2 separate regions of the Callithrix jacchus genome follow, and region 2 is linked to region 1. The links are chromatin contacts, called in public Hi-C maps. All regions are on one chromosome and are shown on one strand. The core of a region is the stretch at or near the end of the contact, and the rest is flanking DNA. Distances in the headings are between cores, read along the strand shown.

Region 1 (2,700 bases), core at 134-2,633:
TGTCACTGTTCTGGTTAAAATCCTTCAGTGTGGGAGGCCGAGGCGGGTGGATCACATGGTCAAGAGATGGAGACCATCCTGGTCAACATGGTGAAACCCCATCTCTACTAAAAATACAAAAATTAGCTGGGCGTGGTGGTGCATGCCTGTAATCCCAGCTATACAGGAGGCTGAGGCAGGAGAATTGCCTGAACCCAGGAGGTGGAGGTTGTGGTGAGCCGAGATTGCTCCATTGCACTCCAGCCTGGGTAACAAGAGCGAAACTCCGACTCAAAAAAAAAGAAAACCTTCAGTGGGCCCCCATTCTTGGGATCTGCCTGGCCTACTGGCCTTGCTGACCTCTGCAACCTCATCTTCTCCATTCTCTCTCGCTCTCTTTTTTTAAAATTCAGTCTCCATAGAGACTGTCAAAAATTGCCAGTGCCGACTACATTGCAAGTCATCACGACAGGGTATTGGGAAAAGTTTTCAATTAGCAATAATCGCACCTCGGATAAACCTCATTGGCTACGATACTGCCACTGCACAAAGCTATCTTCTCCATTTTCTACCTGCCCTGGCCCCCAACCCCTCCTACCCACTATCTTGCAAGTGTCTTAGCAGGCCAGTCTCTCTCTTGCTCTAATTGACTCCCCTTTACTCAGAAAACTCCTGCTCATTCTTCAGTTCTCCGGGATCACTTCCCTGACCCCAAGACTAGACTGGGTCCCTTGTTTATTCATGGTTATAGCACGCTGGGCTTCTCTTTACTAATACTTGTTTGTCAACATTGAAATTCTCCATTTACTTGAGCAATTATGTCACTAATGTCTGCTTGTCCACTCGACGCTAAAGTTCATCTGAGCAGGGCCCCGTGCGTGCTCTCATTGCCTCTGCAGTACCTAGCAATGTGCCAGGCAGGTTATTCACTAGATGGATGGATTACTCGCTCCAGGAAAGAGGGCCCCAACCTGGGTGGGTGTAGAGACCCTGGAAGTCGATTAATGCAGCTCCGTGTGTAAGTCCCCAGAACTGAGGGCATCCTATCCAGCTGTGACCGGGGCCCCCGATGTCTCTCGGGATGAGGCGGTGCCCGGGGAACCCCCAGGGCAAGAAGGACACAGCATAGCTCTAACTGGCATCCAGCTGCGAACTGGAAGGGGGCACCCAGACTCTGTGCTTAGGGACCCCCCCACACCCGGTTCCCCGCAGGGTCGACCGCGAAGGGCCCTTGCAGCCTTGGGTAGACCCAGGGCAGGCGCCACGGGCTGCGGTAATCTGATGAGCCAGGAGCCACTCTGTGCCCCCATAAGCCGCCGCTCCGGGCGAGGGCGCTCCAGGTTGGTCTTCTGTAGCAGTCGTGCGCTGACAGGGCCCTTCTGGCCGGCAGGCGGTGGCGCAGTGCTCGTCGGGAAGGCGGCGGGCTATCCGGTCCTGGGCTGTGGCTGGCACCATGGTCGGTGGCGAGGCGGCCGCCGCAGTGGAGGAGCTGGTCTCGGGGGTGCGGCAGGCGGCCGACTTCGCGGAGCAGTTCCGCTCCTACTCAGAGAGCGAGAAGCAATGGAAGGCCCGCATGGAATTCATCCTGCGCCACCTGCCCGACTACCGCGACCCGCCTGACGGCGGTGGCCGCCTGGACCAGCTGCTGTCCCTCTCCATGGTTTGGGCCAACCACCTCTTCCTGGGCTGCAGGTGCGGACCCCTGCCGGCCGGCTGATCCTGTTCCCTGTCTTCCGATCCTCAAGCCCTCTTCCAGGGCTCACCCGTGACCGGAATCTCTGCCCCAGACTGAACCCGCGCCCAACCTCTATTCTTATTGGCCGGCCCGAAGGCTGATTCCCACCTAGGAGGCACCTTGGAAAGATCCTTATCCTTGATCCTCAGTTTTCTCTCTTGGTAAATGGGTAGTTATGATGACTGTAATAAAGGGTGAAGAGCTAAATACATGGCGAGCTAAAAAGTTGCTATTGTTATTTGTATGACTACTATTATTAGCTCAAACCATCACCTTTGCAGGGTGCGTTCCAAGTCCGTTAGCTCCTGTCATTCACATGGCTAATGTGCAGAGACAAAAACGGAGATTCCCATTTTACAGGTGAAAAAGCTTAGGGAGGGAACTGATATACCTGGGGTCATGCAGTTTCTGGCAAGATTGGTGGATTTTAACCACTAAGGACAGGATGTAATCTGTATCCTGTGGCTTTTTCTCCTCGTTCCACAGCCCACTGGGCCCTAAGTAAGAACCAGCTTCACCTCTCTGCTTTCCCTCTTATGAAAATAGCCGGTGCCTTTTTGGCAAGGTCCTAAAGCCCATTGCATCCTGTCTGCTGCACCAAAAGGACAGAGGCCCACTTTTGAAGTGCCTAATAAGGCATTCCCTTCACCCCTCCATGAAGAAGGTGGCAAATCTTGAGGCTCTCTATTAGCTTCATTTTTCCTGAAATTGTGTTAGGAAAATAGGGTGACTTGGCTCTTGATCTTGGTTTCTATACCTATTACCGCTGCCTGACTCTGATCACTTGGCCCCTCCAGGACTAAGCCACTTGGTCTTTCTTTACATGTTGGGGTTTATTAGAACAGTATGTAGAGAAGCAATGCCAGAGGTAATCATCCTTTTTTCCTGCCTTCTAGGTTCTCCTTGGAAATCCTGGTTTACAGGATCTATGGTTAGGCAAATGTCAGAGAATTGGGCAAATAAATAATGATTTGTTAGACTAACAT
Region 2 (3,004 bases), core at 311-2,810, 170 kb before region 1:
GGACCCTTGCAATGTGACCTTATTTGGAAATAGGGTCGCTGCAGATATAAATGGTTAAGATGACATCATACAACATTAGGGGGCTTGAGTGAGTCCTGACACAGGGACCTACAGGGAGAAGGGCATGTGTCCTTGAAGAGGCAGAGACTAAAGAGATGTCTGCAGGCCAAGGAACAGCAAAGATTCCTGGCAACCACCAGAAACTGGCAGCAGGGAAGACACTCTCCCGCAGAGCCCCGGAAGGAACTAATCCTGCTGACACCTCAGCCTTGGGCTTCCAGCCTCCAACTGTGAGGATGATTCTCACAGTTGGGCAGGCCTAGCAAACTAACAGGGATGCTGGGCATGAGATGCTGGTGGCCTTTAGAAGGGACTTGGTGTGGAGCTCAAGGAGGGGCAGCTGGCACCCTCACGCGGGGCAAAGCAGTGGGCAGCTGTGAAAGACAGTGGAGTCTGAGGCCTCCAGCCCTGGGAAAGAGGTGGGTGACCAATGAGGCCAAGGAGCAGCCAGAGAGGGAGGAGGTAACCCGGGACCTCAGGGGGGCCAAAGCATCGCAGGAAAATGACTCCAAGACCAAGGGCAGGTCTGACCGTGGCAGCTGCTGCTGAGAGGGTCGGGGGATGCAGAGGTGGGCGGGGGAGGCTGCCGGCGGCGAGTGGCAGGCTCTGGGAAGTGGTGGAAACTCGGCCAGAGTGGGAAGCAAGGATGCAAATACCAGGACGGATGACAGGAAAGGAGAGATGGGGTGGGAGTGGAAGAACCCACGACTAGAGGAAAACAGGGAGGGAGGATTTGCTTTTGAAGATGAGAAAGAGTTGAACAGATTCAAATGTTGGTGGAAAATGACCTGCAGAGAGGATGAAAAAAAGACAGACTCAGGCTGGGCGTGGTGGCTCACCCCTGTAATCCCAGCACTTTGGGAGGCTGAGGCAGGTGGATCACCAGGTCAGGAGTTCGAGACCAGCCTGACCAACATGGTAAAACCCTGTCTCTACCAAAAATACAAAATTTAGCTAGGCATGGTGGTGTGCGCCTATAATCCCAGTTACACAGGAGGCTGAGGCAGGAGAATCACTTGAACTCGGGAGGCAGAGGTTGCAGTGAGCTGAGATCAAACCACTACACTCCAGCCTGGGTGACAGAGCAAGACTCTGTCTCAAGAAAAAAAAAGACTTGTGAGCTGCAGGTGTAGGCTGGAAAAGTGACCGCTGTGGGGGAAAAAGACAGAAGGGAAGGGAAGAGAATAGACCCAGAGGCTCTGCTGGCAGGAAATTAGAGGCCCTGGTGTGAGGACAGGGGAGGCTGTCTGGTAAGAGCAAGAGGGCGCCCTGAGGGAGGCGGAGCCCAGCATGTGGGCAGCAGGTAGGAGGTGGGGAGTGCAGCAGGGACTGAGCTGCTTGGTGCTGTGGCGTTTCCCCTGGTGGAGGGAGTGGCTCCTACTGGGTGAGGCTGAGAGGGGTAAGGGCAGGGGCATGGGCAGATCAGTACCAAACAGGAAGTGAGTGAAGAAAGCAGGACAGAAAAGGGTGGAACACCTGGGAGACAAATGAGCAGAGAGAGCAGGAGCCTTTGGGCAGGGAGGAGGATGTGGCGATTTCTGGGCTATCGACCTGGGAGCAGCTGGAGGTGGTTGACTGGGCTTGGGGGAGGCAGGGGCACGAATGGGTTCGGGGAACTTCAGAGATGGGAGGTTCTGGGGCAAAGGAGCCAGAGGTCTGGAGGCTGGAGCTGCCCAGGACAAGGTTGGCTTTGGGGAAAGGCCGAGGGGACAACCATCCAGGCATTGAGGCCAGGACCTGCTTCCCACTGAGCCTCTCCCTCCTTGGGATGTTGTCCCAGGTCATCCTCGGGGCAGGTGTGTGTCTCAGAGCTGCGTCTACCCTCTCAGCCTCCTTCTAAGGCTCTCAAAGAAACTCCTGGTGACCAGAGCCAGAGCCACAAGCAGCAAGTCCCTGCACAGCCTGCCCGTCAGCACGGTTGCTAGGGGACACCGGCTGGCACTTGTCGGGCTGATCAACAGTGCTGCAGTTTTTTTTTTGTCAGCCATAAATAACTCTGGGAGGCTGCAGTGGCCATGCCTTCAGAGTGTCCAGCAGGGCCGAGGCCCATGGTTGAAATTTTAGGAAAGCACATCTGGCTGACCATAAAATGGAATTTCATGCTGGCGGCAGCCCTGGCTCCTATTTCTCTCAGCAAAACCCTGGCCTGGCCATGGAGGAACGAATCAATCTGGGAGGATGCTGGCTTCTCAGGACCTAGCACTGGGCCTGCCCTTTTGGTCCTCTGTGGAGCTGACCCAAGAGCACAAGGGCTGGTTTCCTTTTTTTTTTGAGACAGAGTCTTGCTCTTGTTGCCCAGGCTTCAGTACAATAGTGCAATCTCTGTGCACCACAACCTCTGCTTCCCGGGTTCGAGGGATTCTCCTGCCTCAGCCTCCCAAGTAGCTGGGATTACAGGCATGGACCACCATGCCTGGCTAATTTTGCGTTCTTAGTAGAGACGGGGTTTCTCCATGTTGGCCAAGCTGGTCTTGAACTCCTAACTTCAGGTGATTTGCCCACCTCGGCCTCCCAAAGTGCTGAGATTATAGGAGTGAGCCACCACGCCCACCCTGGCCTCCCCGCCCTTTTTTTTTGAGAAAGTCTCACTGTGTCTCGCAGGCTGGAGTGCTGTGATGCAATCCCGGCTCACTGCAACTTCTGCCTCCTCGGTTCAAGCGATTCTGCCTCAGCCTCAAGAGTAGCTGGGACTACAGGCGCCCACCACCATGCCCGGATACTTTTTTGTAATTTTAGTAGAGATGGGTTTCACTGTGTTAGCCAAGATGGTCTTGATCTCCTGACCTTGTGATCTGCCCACCTTGGCCTCCCAAAGTGCTGGGATTACAGGTGAACCACTGTGGCCTCCCTTCTTCTCAGAGCCAAATGCTGAGGGGACAGGACAGTAACAACAATCATGGCCCACAATGGTGGGCACTCTGTCCCATGTGCTACAACCCCAAGG

What was found. Hi-C and Micro-C count contacts between places; a contact is called where the count stands out from the background.
Region 2: a contact with region 1 is called in a Hi-C map of induced pluripotent stem cells, with 1.9 times the contacts expected there. The contact joins the enhancer-like site here to the promoter of CDKN2AIPNL in region 1. A contact is called at or near these places in 2 of 3 Hi-C or Micro-C datasets (induced pluripotent stem cells and skeletal muscle).

Annotation. Positions count from the first base shown.
Region 1 is chr2:32,801,579-32,804,278 of calJac240_pri, reverse strand. It overlaps CDKN2AIPNL (CDKN2A interacting protein N-terminal like), which reads left to right and starts at 1,383. Exons shown (of 3, transcript XM_002744163.7): 1 at 1,383-1,671. The coding sequence starts at 1,433. It overlaps LOC118151734 (U4 spliceosomal RNA), which reads right to left and starts at 533; the gene lies at 393-533.
Region 2 is chr2:32,971,302-32,974,305 of calJac240_pri, reverse strand. All of the region lies in intron 9 of JADE2 (jade family PHD finger 2), which reads right to left. Among named protein-coding and RNA genes, the nearest start is that of JADE2, 46 kb to the right of the region's middle. Within about 2 kb of position 1,560, at least 3 of the 16 cell types and tissues checked have an H3K27ac peak or open chromatin away from gene starts, as enhancers often do. A contact at or near this core is called in skeletal muscle, where this site is marked.